Regions from separate parts of the Pan troglodytes genome. Here region 1 is linked to region 2. The links are chromatin contacts, called in public Hi-C maps. All regions are on one chromosome and are shown on one strand. Each heading gives the region's core, a stretch centred on a gene start, on an enhancer-like site or on the middle of the called end of the contact. The rest is flanking DNA. Distances are from core to core; before and after follow the strand shown.

Region 1 (6,394 bases), core at 535-3,034, 200 kb before region 2:
GACAGGGCTTAGGGCTATTCGACGGAGGAGCACTAAATACATTTATATGACAGAGTTTCCATGTCTTACACACAGATCCTGAGCAGTTGTAGGCCCAGGGTGTGCTGTTACTGGCCTGAGCAGGACCCAGGGTTAAAGAAAGCATCCTGCGAACACAAGGAACAACTGGCTCCCGTGACAGAACTTTTAACAAGCCTTTTCTCAAATCTGTTGACTTAACGCAGGCCAGGGAATTCTTTGAAAGGCAACATGGCTATAAATCAGCAAGTTCTGCGAACATGCATTCCAGGGTCTTGGAGGAAAGGGCTGCACACAAAAGCACCTCTTCTAAGTCTTCAGGAATGCTGTGGTGAGTGGCCCTGGAGGTCTCGGGGTTAGACTCTGGGGCTGGGAATGAAAAGCATCCAGGAAAGGGGAGCAGGGAAGCCCCAGCAGAGCAGCGCAGCTTGCTTCTAAGGACAGCAATGGACACCTGGCACCCGGAGTGGTGCCTAGCAGATTCTAGTCACTCAATGAATGTCTGCTGAGTGACTGAAGAATAGTCAGGGACCTTGATTCTGGCCCTAGTTCTGTCATTCACTTGCCATGTGACCTTCAGGAAGTCTCTTTGCTTCTCTGAGTCTTGTTCATCCTGTCTGTAAAATATTGGGCTTAAGCACAAATGGAATCTTTGGGAATGAATGGCTCATGACAGTCTGAATTTATTTACTTTATTTATTTTTGAAATGGGGTCTCACTCTGTTGCTCAGGCTGGAGTGCAGTGGCACCATCATGGCTCAACCTCCTGGGCTCAGGTGATCCTCCCACCTCAGCCTCCTGAGTAGCTTGGACCACAGGCATGCACCACCATGCCCAGCTAATTTTTGTATTTTTTCTAGAGACAGAGTTTCACCATGTTGCCCAGGCTAGTCTCAAATTCCTGGGCTCAAGCGATCTGCCCACCTCAGCCTCCCAAAGTGCTGGGATTACAGTTGTGAGCCACAATGCCAGCTGAATTAAAAAGCATTTGAAGAGGTGCCTGAAGCTGTGGAAGGCAGGAGACATAAGAAGCCCATATGGCAGAGTTTCCTGAGCTAATGTGAGCACATGCGATGGTCAGGGGCTGCTAAGGGAAGTAAGCAATTCCTGCTATGGCTGCCACACCCCAGTGGGACTTGCAGGGGAATAACAGGACACTGTTGTGTCCACCACTCCCGGAGAAATGTCTCTTCCAGAGCTGCTGAAAACACAACAGATCTCCCTCTGGGGCAGCCTGACGCCAGAGGCCGAGGGGAAAGAGGAAAGTGCTGTCTGATGCCCACTGCAACTTCCATTCTATCTGAGGCAGGCCATTTCCTAAGGCTTGGAGGCTGGCAGAATGGCAATCAATTTCAGTCAACTGCCTGCTCACTTCCATCAGTGGCTTGATGTGGCACAAAGAATGACAGGCTCCCACTCAGAATAGGAGAGTTCAAATTCTAGCTTTTCTAACCCCTGCAAATCTGGCAACTGACTGAATTTCTCTGGATCTATAAAATGGGACTAATTCTATCTACATCACAGGTATGATTAAACTGGAGAAGATTTGTATAAAACCAGCACAAGTTTTTCCCCCCCACCCCTTCTCTCCCTTTCTCCCTCTACCTTCACTCCTTCCTTCTGTGCAAGCCAGCCTAGCTAGCTGGAACAGGACATAAACAAGGCCAAGGGCATGAGTTTGATGCCCATATAGGACCAGAGTCCTGGATAGACAACTTGCAAGTTGTGTGCTCATGCTTCTCATCACAGAACAAAGGCAGTTTGCCACTGACCAGTGTCACTGTGGACAAATACTATTTATTCAGCAAGGATGCCAAGCATTTTTAATCCCTGACTCATCAGGAAGAGGAATTTGGCAAAGAGGGGAATGGGGGTGGGGAATAAATGGGAATAAACCCAAGTGAGGCAAGAATGTAATTAGGAGGGTCAGATTCTACTGCTCTGGAGCACAGAAGGAGAAGGGAGGAGGTGGTCCTTTCCCTTGGAAGAATTGACACAAGGACCCCAATTCTCCCTTTGTAAACCTGGAAAAGAGAGCCCCTTGAAAAATTTTGGGGTTTTCATTCTCCCTCCTGGAGTTGCTCTGAATCCCATGGCTGTGGATCCCTGCGGAGTGGTGATATAATGGAAATGAGTCCTCAAATATCTCCATTTGCTCTAAGCAGTTTTTGTGTGCCATGTGGCTGTAAGTGTAAGTACTATCATGCAGGAGGTATGTCCATTTTTTACTTAAATCTGGGTCCTTATATTAAAAGTAGTTGGAGTTTAGACCCACATGACAGCCAGGCCTGATAGTTGGGTTCCCTATTTCATTTGACACTCTCTTTTGCCCCATATGTCTCCACACTAGGGGTTCAGCAGCCTAGCCATGGGAATGGACTTCATAGCGGCTCCTTCTTCTTGGCTGGGGGCCCTGGACCCTGATGAGGGCTGCCCAGAGCCTTCCCCTGCAGTGTCACCTTCTTGTGAGCTGAGTCTGAGGAGGTGCTTGGCTTCCCCCACCGTGTAGAGATGGTGGCCTGCGTGGTGACAGTCATTTGCTTTCCCTGCTTTGGTTGGTTGCCTCGCTCTGCCTGCTCCCTTCTTTTCCTCCAGCTCTTTCTTCCCCATCACAATGCCTTGTTATGATCTCCTCTTCCCCTCCCCATGATGCTAGAAACTGCCTCTTGTCTCACCACCCCTTTCTTCTTTTCCCAAGATTCCTGCCTCCTCTTCGAGCTCTCTCACTCCAAGTTTAAGCCGTGAGAATTTCCTTCTCTGCAGTACCGAAAGATGCTCTTAATACCAGCTCCTACTCCAGTGGGCCCAAAAAATTCCTCCAGGCAAGTGGGCACAGAGATCATCTTGAGAACTGAATAAGTCTAAAGGGGGAGAAAGTGGCATTAATTGAGCCCTAACTCTTTGCTAGGGAACTTGCATGCAATATACATCTAATCTTCACAGCATTCTTTTGAGATCCTTTACTACCGCTTTGTGGATGAGCAAATTGAGGCTCAGAGAAGGTAAGTGCCTAACCTGAGGCCTCAGTTAGTGAATGGCAGTCATCATCTTTTCCCAGTCTGTCTGACTCTGGAGTCATTCTCATTTCCACACTTCCGCCCCTCGCTGAATCCACAGTAATCTTCACATTCACCTCTGGCTAATGCAATTCCATCTTGATTCTTAGGAAAATATGATGTGTCAGGTTGAATTTTAAACACAGCATCTGTATTAATCCCTTTCCATGCTGCTGATAAAGACATATGAGAAACTGGGAACAAAAAGAGGTTTAATTGGACTTACAGTTCCACATGGCTGGGGAGGCCTCAGGATCATGGCGGGAGGAGGAAGGCACTTCTTACATGGTGGTGGCAAGAGAAAAATGAGAAAGGAGCAAAAGCAGAAGGTCCTGATAAACCCATCAGATCTCATGAGACTTATTCACTATCAGGAGAATAGCACGGGAAAGATCAGCCCCCATGATTCAATTACTTCCCCTTGGGTCTTTCCCACAACATGTGGGAATTCTGGGATATACAATTCAAGTTGAGATTTGGGTGGGGACACAGCCAAACCATATCAGCATCCTAGAAATTAAAGTTGGAGAAGCAGAAATAAATGTGTCAAGATGATTTGTAGGATGATAATGAGATGAGACACAAGCTCCAACGACTTGAGTTGAAAAATGCTAAATGTGTGTGTATTTTGTGTTTTGGGGCATGTTGTGTGCATGTGTGTGTGTGTATGTGAGAGAGAGAGAGAGAGAAAGTGAGAGAGAGAGAGAGAGAGAGAGAGAGAGAATAAATCCAGCAAATTAATAAAAGCATCAATCTAAGGCCACTGGTCCTGAATGCTAGGGCAAGATGAGAAAGCAGCTCAGGAAGTGATTATAATGAACAGGGAGACTCTGACCTGGGAGAAATCTTGTTACTCAGGATCAGGAAAATGTTAAACTCTTCTCAGCTAGTGTTTTTTTTATTAAAACATGCTGCATATAATTAATCACTCATAAATATACATTAAATAAGATGTCTGTAAAAGAAACACATATAAAACAAGGTCATGTATTGTTTGGTTTATGAAATGTTGTGACCAGAGGCTGGAAGGAGCCTGGCTCTTCCCAGGAGCAGTGATTCAGTGTTCACTAATTCATTGTCTGCAGAGACTTTATAGACTAGACCATAACTAGGCTGAATAACAAGAATTGACTGTTTCCTGTCTTGTTTACTGTTGTCTCTCCCACTAGACAGTGTGGTGTACCAGGACAGGCATTATGTCTGTTTTCCTCACCCCTAGATCCCTGCAACCCCTGGCACATAGTAAGTGCCAATAAGTGATTTTTTGTTTGAATGAATGAATGAAAGAGGAGGAGAATCATGAAAGTGTAGGGTCATAGAAGCCAGGGGAGTTTTTAGTACTAGCGAGTCATTAACAATGTAGACAAAGCAGAGGGATTGGTGAGGGAAGGAGGGGAAGTGCCCATTAGCTGGCATATGGGAGCCTGGGAGACTGGTTTCAGCTGAGGAAGGAGGGGAAGTGCCCATTAGCTGGCATATGGGAGCCTGGGAGACTGGTTTCAGCTGAGGAAGGAGGGCAGAAGCCAGGCTGTAGCAACTGAGGAATGGACAATGAGGAAGAAGAAAGAGTGTAGGCTACATTTTTGAAAGTTTGGGTGAGAAGAGGAGGAAAGGGATTTGATAGAAGCTAGAGGAGCACCTGATCAAGGGGTGGGTGTTTCAGGCCTGGAGAAGTGCTCTCATAATTATAAGCTTTGGGGGCAAGCATCCCAGAGGGAGGAAGAGGCTGGGCGTGTAGCACCTGGAAAGAAAGGAATGTGGCTCAGGGCAAAGGTTAACTCTGAACAAGAAGAGGAAGATCTGAGCTGCAGCAGCTAGGGAAAAGGAAAAATGGATGAGTGTGAATGTAAATGTACTTTCAGTGAAGGGGGCAGGAAGGTGAAGGGGGTCCTTCCTGATCACCTTGGTGTCTCCTGGTGCATTAGGAGGCCAGGTGTGATGTAAGAGAAGGAGAGAGAGGTCTTGTGAAGACTGAGCTGAGGCTTGGTGAAGGTGAGGGAGTTCACGCTGGATGAATCAAAGGATTAGTGGATAGATTGATGCTGGAGATCCAGGATGCTGTGTTGGCCTTTGCAGCCAGGGTGAAAAGAGCAGATGAGGCTGGTTATGGTGCTGCTGCCCAGCCTGTATGTTTTGCTGGGCAGGTGCAGTAGGAGGATTGTGGTGTGAGGGAGCTGAAGAATCTGTGAGAGAAGAGGACTTGTGATCAACAATGAAGTTCAGGCTGGAGCAGGCTGATGATTAGGAGAAGACAGAGGATCAGGGGCTTGTGGTATCTCTGAGGTAGAAGAGCAGATATGGAGGGATGAGGAGATGAGATGGGGGGTCAGGGGTTCATGAGGGAAAGCTTCAGGTGATGATCAAGCCCAGAGTGTCACCATGCCTGTGGGTGGGCAGCTGAAGGTCAGTAGAGTTCCTGGTATTCAGGAGATCCAGGAATTGCATGGATCCAATCATCCAGCTAGTCTTGCATTGATTTCGCATCGGTTTAGTCTTGACTGATTTTTGCATTGATTAGATCTTGCACTGAATAAGCTTTTTACTGTGGTTTTTCAGGCCTGAGGCAGGTGACAGTGAAACAACCTGTTGAGGTTGTTTCAGTGAGATTGTTAAGCATCATATGTCCAAGGGAAATATTAATTTCACCAAGTCAGACATATGTAAGACAGCCATCCTTTCCTCTATATATCACACAAAGCCAAATGGATCTATTATTTGAAAGAAACTTGAAAGAAAATTTTGCATATCTACAAGGAGTGTGGTATGAAGGAAAAAAGATTAACATATCCAAATAATGGTCCTGGCTCTGTCACTAACTAACCTTGTGATCCTGGGCAGGTTTAACACTCTGGACCCCAGTTTACAGACACCTACTGCCTCCAGAACAGTTCTTCCCAGTCCGACTTCTTAACCCATCGTATTCAGGCTTTCATCCCCAGCACAACCTACCTGCCCATTGAGAACTGTTAGTGACTCCAAATGGTCCATCCCGGTGGCTTCTTACCTGGTCTTGATCTCCTTGACTTCAGAGAGAGTGGCACTTGGCATTGTGGGCCATCGCCTCTGCAGATTCTTCTTCTTCTTCTTCTTTTTTTTTTTTTTTGAGACGGAGTCTTGCTCTGTCTCCCAGGCTGGAGTGCAGTGGCGCAATCTCTCACTGCAAGCTCCGCCTCCCGGGTTCACGCCATTCTCCTGCCTCAGCCTCCGGAGTAGCTGGGACTACAGGCACCCGCCACCACGCCCGGCTAATTTTTTGTATTTTTAGTAGGGACAGGGTTTCACCGCGTTAACCAGGACGGTCTCAATCTGCTGACCTCATG
Region 2 (5,894 bases), core at 3,115-5,614:
AGCTCTTTTCCCCCAAATCAAAGCAACCCAGGCAGACAGCTGCCTATGGTCCCAGCCCGATCAGTCCCTCATACCGCCCCTGCCATGTCTGAGTCTCAAGTTCATGTACTTTTTCCTTTCGATCTTCCTTCAATATCATAAGCTCCCCGAGGACAGATGAGCTTGTATCTTATTTGTCCGCAGCACAGAGTAAGTATCACAGTTTTTCACTGACTGACAATGAATGAATAAAGGAGCAAAGGCAGCTATCTAAACAGTTTCCTTGGTGACCTAGTGATTCCAGGCCAGATAGCAGAAAGCTGCCACATTGTTTCCAAAAAGTTAGACAAGTAGAGGTTTTATTTACATGTTACCTTGTTTCTGAGCTCTCTAAATCTGTCATCTTTTATCTACAACTAGGGTTAATATTCACTAGCCATATAGTAGGAAAACCCTTATCAGATTCCAGTGGTATGACTGTTTGTGTTTTCTACTCAAATAATAAGATGATTTTTTAGAAGGCCAAGCTAGGTCGCTCTTCCGTGTGCTGGGGCCCAAGCAGCAATAGAAAGCCTGGTAATCGGACACCTTTTGCCCCACAGTGTCACCCTGAATGAGTCTTTTCTTTCCGTTCTCTCTTTGCTTGGTCTTTTCCAGACTAGCATTCCATTTCACAGCTTTGCTAAACATTCAGGTCAAGGTCAGAGCAAAGGGACTATCTCAAGGTGGAAGGAACTGAATTTAGCCACATAGGGCCTCTCCCTAATGAAAGCATTCAGCACCCAGCCAAGGAATCTATCTATCTTTAGATTCCAAAGCAGAAAAAAGGGAAAAAAAAATCTCCCTTAAGAAAAATGCCAGTTTTGCTTTGCTTCTGCTCTAAGCCAAGCCTGTTTCAGGTTCCAAGGAGGTTGCTCCTTGCAGAAGGGAACGTGCTACAGAACACATCAGAAGACCTGAATTCTACTTCTGGCACTCACTCTGATATTCTGTGACCTTATCCCCGGCTACTTGAAGAGCTTTGTCCTGCCCCCATACCCACCCTCTGCCATCCCCTTCTTATTGCAACTTTGTGTGTAAGTGTGTTAAGACTCAGGGAAATTCTCCAAAAGCTCAAACTCCAGTGATCTTTATTACTTGGGGCCACAAGTGCCAACCAGCCTAGAGGGGTTCCTGGGAATAGGCGGGCAGATCACGAGGTCAGGGGATAGAGACCATCCTGGCTAAAAAGGTGAAACCCCAGCTCTACTAAAAATACAAAAAATTAGCCAGGAGTGGTTGCACGCGCCTGTAGTCCCAGCTACTCGGGAGGCTGAGGCAGGAGAATCTCTTGAACCCGGGAGGCGGAGGTTGCGGTGAGCAGAGATCTTGCCACTGCAATCCAGCCTGGGTGACAGAGCAAGACTCCATCTCAAAAAAAAAAAAAAAAAAAAATGCTGGCTTCCTGCCTTGTGATGTGGCAGGACTTAGTAGGCAGACTAAATCTGCCTACTAAGAAGTAGACATGGAGATACAGAATCTTCCACACGGAATAGAATTTACCAGTTACCTGGAAGTATTGGCATGCCCATAAAAATCTCCTTTGAGAAGCCATGGAACACTGTTCTGCCATCTACCCAACATTCTAGAAATTTACTTGCATCCTCTGAGAACCATCTGTGGTACTGGCATCCGCAACCTGTTGATGCAAAAACATGAAGCTTCTAGTGAGGAGGGAACAAACCCCTCTCTTTTGGAGGTATCAGTCTTAGTGTACTTTGTGAAAAGGGAAATGATCATGTGAAATAGTAGATGGCATTTTTCTGATGCTTTGCACAAACCTTGATTTCACATGGTGCTGCAGCTGTGTTGCTGGAAACAGTATAGCCTGGAGAGGGCAAACTTTGGAAGAGACCAGCTGGGTAAAATCCTGACTCTACACTAGGTACTGTGTGGCCTTGAGCAATTTATTTAATGTCCCAGTTTCAGTTTCTTGTATACAATAGGGTTTCCAAGTGGACCTAATTAATCATGAGTGTAAACTGAGAAAATGCCTGTACACTGCTTAGCACAGTGTCTGAACACGTCAATTGCTGTATGAATGCTATTAGCAATAATATACATTATTAATAGTTATTAATAAATAGCATTTTAATTCATATTAAAATTAAATATTTTAATAACTATTAAAATTAATGGATATTATTAATACTACATTATTATATTATCTGTTAATAGATAACATTATAAATAATATTAATAGTCCAGCCAGGCACAGTGGCTCATGCCTGTAATCCCAGCACTTTAGGAGGCCGAGGCGGGTAGATCACTTGAGGCTAGGAGTTTGAGACCAGCCTGGCCAATATGGCAAAACCCCATCTTTACTAAAAATACACAAACTAGTTGGGCATGGTGGTGCACACCTGTAGTCCCACCTACTTGAGAGGCTGAGTATGAGAATCGCTTGAACCCAGAAGGTGGAGGTCACAGTGCCCCGAGATCACACCACTGCACTCCAGCTCCACAGAGTGAAACTCTGTCTCAAAAAAACCTTAACAATAATAATAATAATAAGGCTTATAAAAAATAACCTAGGGAATTCATTAATGATGAGCAAATGGAAGTGATTCAAATAACCCTTTTGTGGCCCTAAAATATCCTGATAGGTAGCTATTTTAGCACGTGTAACATTCCGTTGTATTCTTTATTTCTTTATATCTCCACTATTTCAAAGCCTCTCCAGGGCAGGGAATTCTCTCTTTTACTGTAATGTCACAAAGTCTCCTCTATTACCTGTCCTATATAAATGTTGTTGAGTAAATGAAAAGTGAAGCCATAAATTAATGAGTGAAGGAGTAAGCAAGTAAACAAATACTCATTTGAAGGGAATATTTTTTGCATTAAACCGAAACAACTGTATCTTATACAAACTATTTCTAAAAAGATAGCATTTTCCTTATTTATTATGAACTATTGCCAACTTCCCTTCCCCTGTCTCTGAGAAATGCAAAGTCCCTGATTTAGAGTAATTTCTCAAGAGTTGTTTAGGGGTTGTCTTAGTCAGCTCAGGCTGCTATAACAGAATATATATTGTAGGCTGGATGACTTCAACAACAGACATTTATTTCTCCCAGTTCTGCAGGCTGGGAAGTCCAGGAGCAAGGTGCCAGCAGATTCTGTTCCTGATGAGGGCCTTGGTCCTGGCTTGCAGATAGCTACCTTCTTGCTGGGTCCTCATGCAGGTGAAGGGAGAAAAGGCTCTAGTTTTGCTTTCTCTTCTTATAGAGACTAATCTCATCACGGAGCCCCACCCTCATGCCATCATCTAAACCTAATTACTCTCCAAAGACCCCCCTCTAAATTCCATCACATTGAAGGTTAGATTTTCAATATCTGAATCTTGGGAGGATGCAAACATTCAGTCCTTAGCAGGTGCTGGAAGTATTAACACAGTGCCCAAAAACGATAGAATATTTCTGGTAGGATGAATCCACTTTCAACCCTGGAAGCCAGGCATTTCAGAGTGGAAAAGAAAAGAGAAGCAATAACTGCACAAATAAGCATCTTATTAAGGAAATCACTAGGTTTTTGAGGGCTGCACATTCTATGCTTTCTAAAGGATGAAGTCTCAGCAGGCGGAACGAAGCTAATCTTGCCTGGCTGCACTCTTCTGTTCTGGCAGGGGGCTGGTGCCGCTCCCTGCAGATGCCCACGATGCCAGGCAGCCTGGTTTAGTTTGTGGAACGTGCTCTAATCCGTCAGCACAGCCACAGTAGATACTCTGAAAACTAAGAGAATCACCTTCAGCAGCTTATCGACTAACCGCAGGCCCTTATCTCAAATGGGAACTTATTCAAACCGTTATTCAAGCTTATACAAATGAATTTGAGAGTCTACTAACAGCCCTGGCTACATAATTTGCCGGGTGCAGTTCAAACTGAAAATGCAGAGTCCTTTTCAAAAATTATTAAGCATGTCAACATGGTGTCAGTAGAGCATCCAACTAAGCACACGTCGGCTTCTGAGCACAGGTCACAGGCCCAAAAACCCAGCCATGCCAAGCAATGACTATCCAGTAAGTCAAACACCAGGAAACCCCAACCCCTCCACAGCCCTGCGGCTGCTGCAGCAGAAAAACAAAAACAAAACAGACACTCAACACCATCAGCATCAGCTCTTCCCAAACCACCAGCCTTCCTCAGAACCTCCCTCATTTGACCTGTTTTAACTCGTGTTCCCTCGACCTTCAAATTTTCAGTGTCCATAAAGCAGATCAAGGCTATCGCAAAACAAAACAAACACCAAAAAGCCAAACCACTGGATCTAGAGACCTACGGACTTGCCCTCCTGATACTTGCAGCTGGTGTTTAAGGACGTGCCTGCCTTGGGCGATGGGCGGGTAGAAACCTCACACACCAAAGCCCATGGAGCTCAACTCAAGGTTGCGAACCCCAACCCCGGTGGGAACACGGTCTGCAGACACGCCCCCTTAAGTCCCTGTCGCACACAATAAATTGCTTTCTGAATATTCCCTTTACAACTGCAAAAAATAGAAATGGCTGTAACTGTGCAGAGAAAGAAAAGAGAAGCTGGGATGAGCTCCATCAGGGGCCGAATCTGCTTCTCGCTGGTGGATACTGTGATAAGAAACCTAGATCTGAACGGCCTCACAATGGCCTATTTATCCGGCTCTCACGCACGGCCGGCAGCCCCGGCTGGGAATCACGGGGGTGGCAGCCGTCCCCGGAAAACGGCGGCGCTCCGACACAGGAAAGCCCGCGGATCAACTGATCTGCAGACAACGCTTCTTCCTTCCTGGGAAGCGGCCACAAAGGCAGCCAGCTGACCCCGGCCCAGCGCGGCTCCCGGCCGAGGAGGACAGGGGCGGGGTGGGGAGGGGGGGGAAATCGTCGCCCGCCCCGCCCCCACCCCCCAAGTTTCCTTTGGCAAAAGCATCCCAGGCGTGGTTCAGGCAGAGTCCACGCCAGCGAGGCTGGGACCGAAACTCTCCACGCCAGGAAGGCGGGGTAGGCGGACCCGCCGCCCCCAGCCCCGCGCGCCCGCCGCGCCCCCCACGGCCCCCACCAGCGGGCCCTTCCGGCCGGGGCGGCCTTGGCCTGGGGCTGGGGTTGACTTTGGTGGGGGGACAGGAACGACTGGCACAGCGCCCGCGACTGTCCCCTGAGGAGGCCCCTCCCTACGACTTTTGGTCAAAAGCAAAAAGAAACACAGACATGTGCGTCACCCCGGAAAGCGCGCGGGGGTTTCGCTCGCGTTTCAGGAGCCGACTTCGCATCCTCCCTCGGTAGGGGGGTCGGGGGTTGCTAAAATTTACCCCCCAACTTCACTTCTCTGGCGACAGAGCACCTTAACAGTTCATTTCCCTCTCGCTCTCAAGCGAAAACATCTTATTTTTGTGTTAAAATGTATAAAGACACCATGAGAATTGGCAGGAGGTCAAACCGTAGATTCTGAGACGCTCCGGTCGCTCCCCAGGAAGCGCTGTTTTCGGAAGTGTTGACCCAGCAGCTGGTCCCTGCTGCTCTAATGACACGATGTGTGCTTTCACTTTTTCACTCCCAAAACGACGTGGTTTGGAGTCTTGAGAGCCTTGGAAATCGCTGCCCGTGGAGGGAAAGGTCTGGAGAGGCCAGGCCAGGAGAGCAGACACGCTGCAAGAAGCGGAGGCAGCCCTGTGAACTCGCCTGGCTCCGCAGGGAGGGGCGAGGGTGTCTAGGTCGCAGGTGGAGCTGGCCAGCTGCGAGCCAGGATGTCCTTGCTCTTTCCAAATTATACACAGTTTCCACAAGGAAAAAAGAGAGGGGTAGGGGGTCCAGGCAGATCTTCAGCTGTTTGTATACTCTGCACCAGGAGGCGCTATCATCAGCCCGGACCCCTACTCCACAGGACTGAGGAGACCACAATTCTTCCCTCCA

What was found. A called contact is a pair of places that touch in the nucleus more often than the background predicts.
Region 1: a contact with region 2 is called in a Hi-C map of stem cell-derived neural progenitor cells, with 3 times the contacts expected there. The contact joins two enhancer-like sites. A contact is called at or near these places in 2 of 7 Hi-C or Micro-C datasets (induced pluripotent stem cells and stem cell-derived neural progenitor cells) and 1 of 1 other capture datasets (stem cell-derived neural stem cells).

What each region holds. Positions count from the first base shown.
Region 1 is chr4:58,355,726-58,362,119 of NHGRI_mPanTro3-v2.0_pri, reverse strand. No RefSeq gene overlaps it. Among named protein-coding and RNA genes, the nearest start is that of ANKRD55, 56 kb to the left of the region's middle. Within about 2 kb of position 1,784, at least 4 of the 24 cell types and tissues checked have an H3K27ac peak or open chromatin away from gene starts, as enhancers often do. A contact at or near this core is called in stem cell-derived neural progenitor cells and stem cell-derived neural stem cells, where this site is marked.
Region 2 is chr4:58,161,196-58,167,089 of NHGRI_mPanTro3-v2.0_pri, reverse strand. No RefSeq gene overlaps it. Among named protein-coding and RNA genes, the nearest start is that of ANKRD55, 250 kb to the left of the region's middle. Within about 2 kb of position 4,364, at least 13 of the 24 cell types and tissues checked have an H3K27ac peak or open chromatin away from gene starts, as enhancers often do. A contact at or near this core is called in stem cell-derived neural progenitor cells and stem cell-derived neural stem cells, where this site is marked.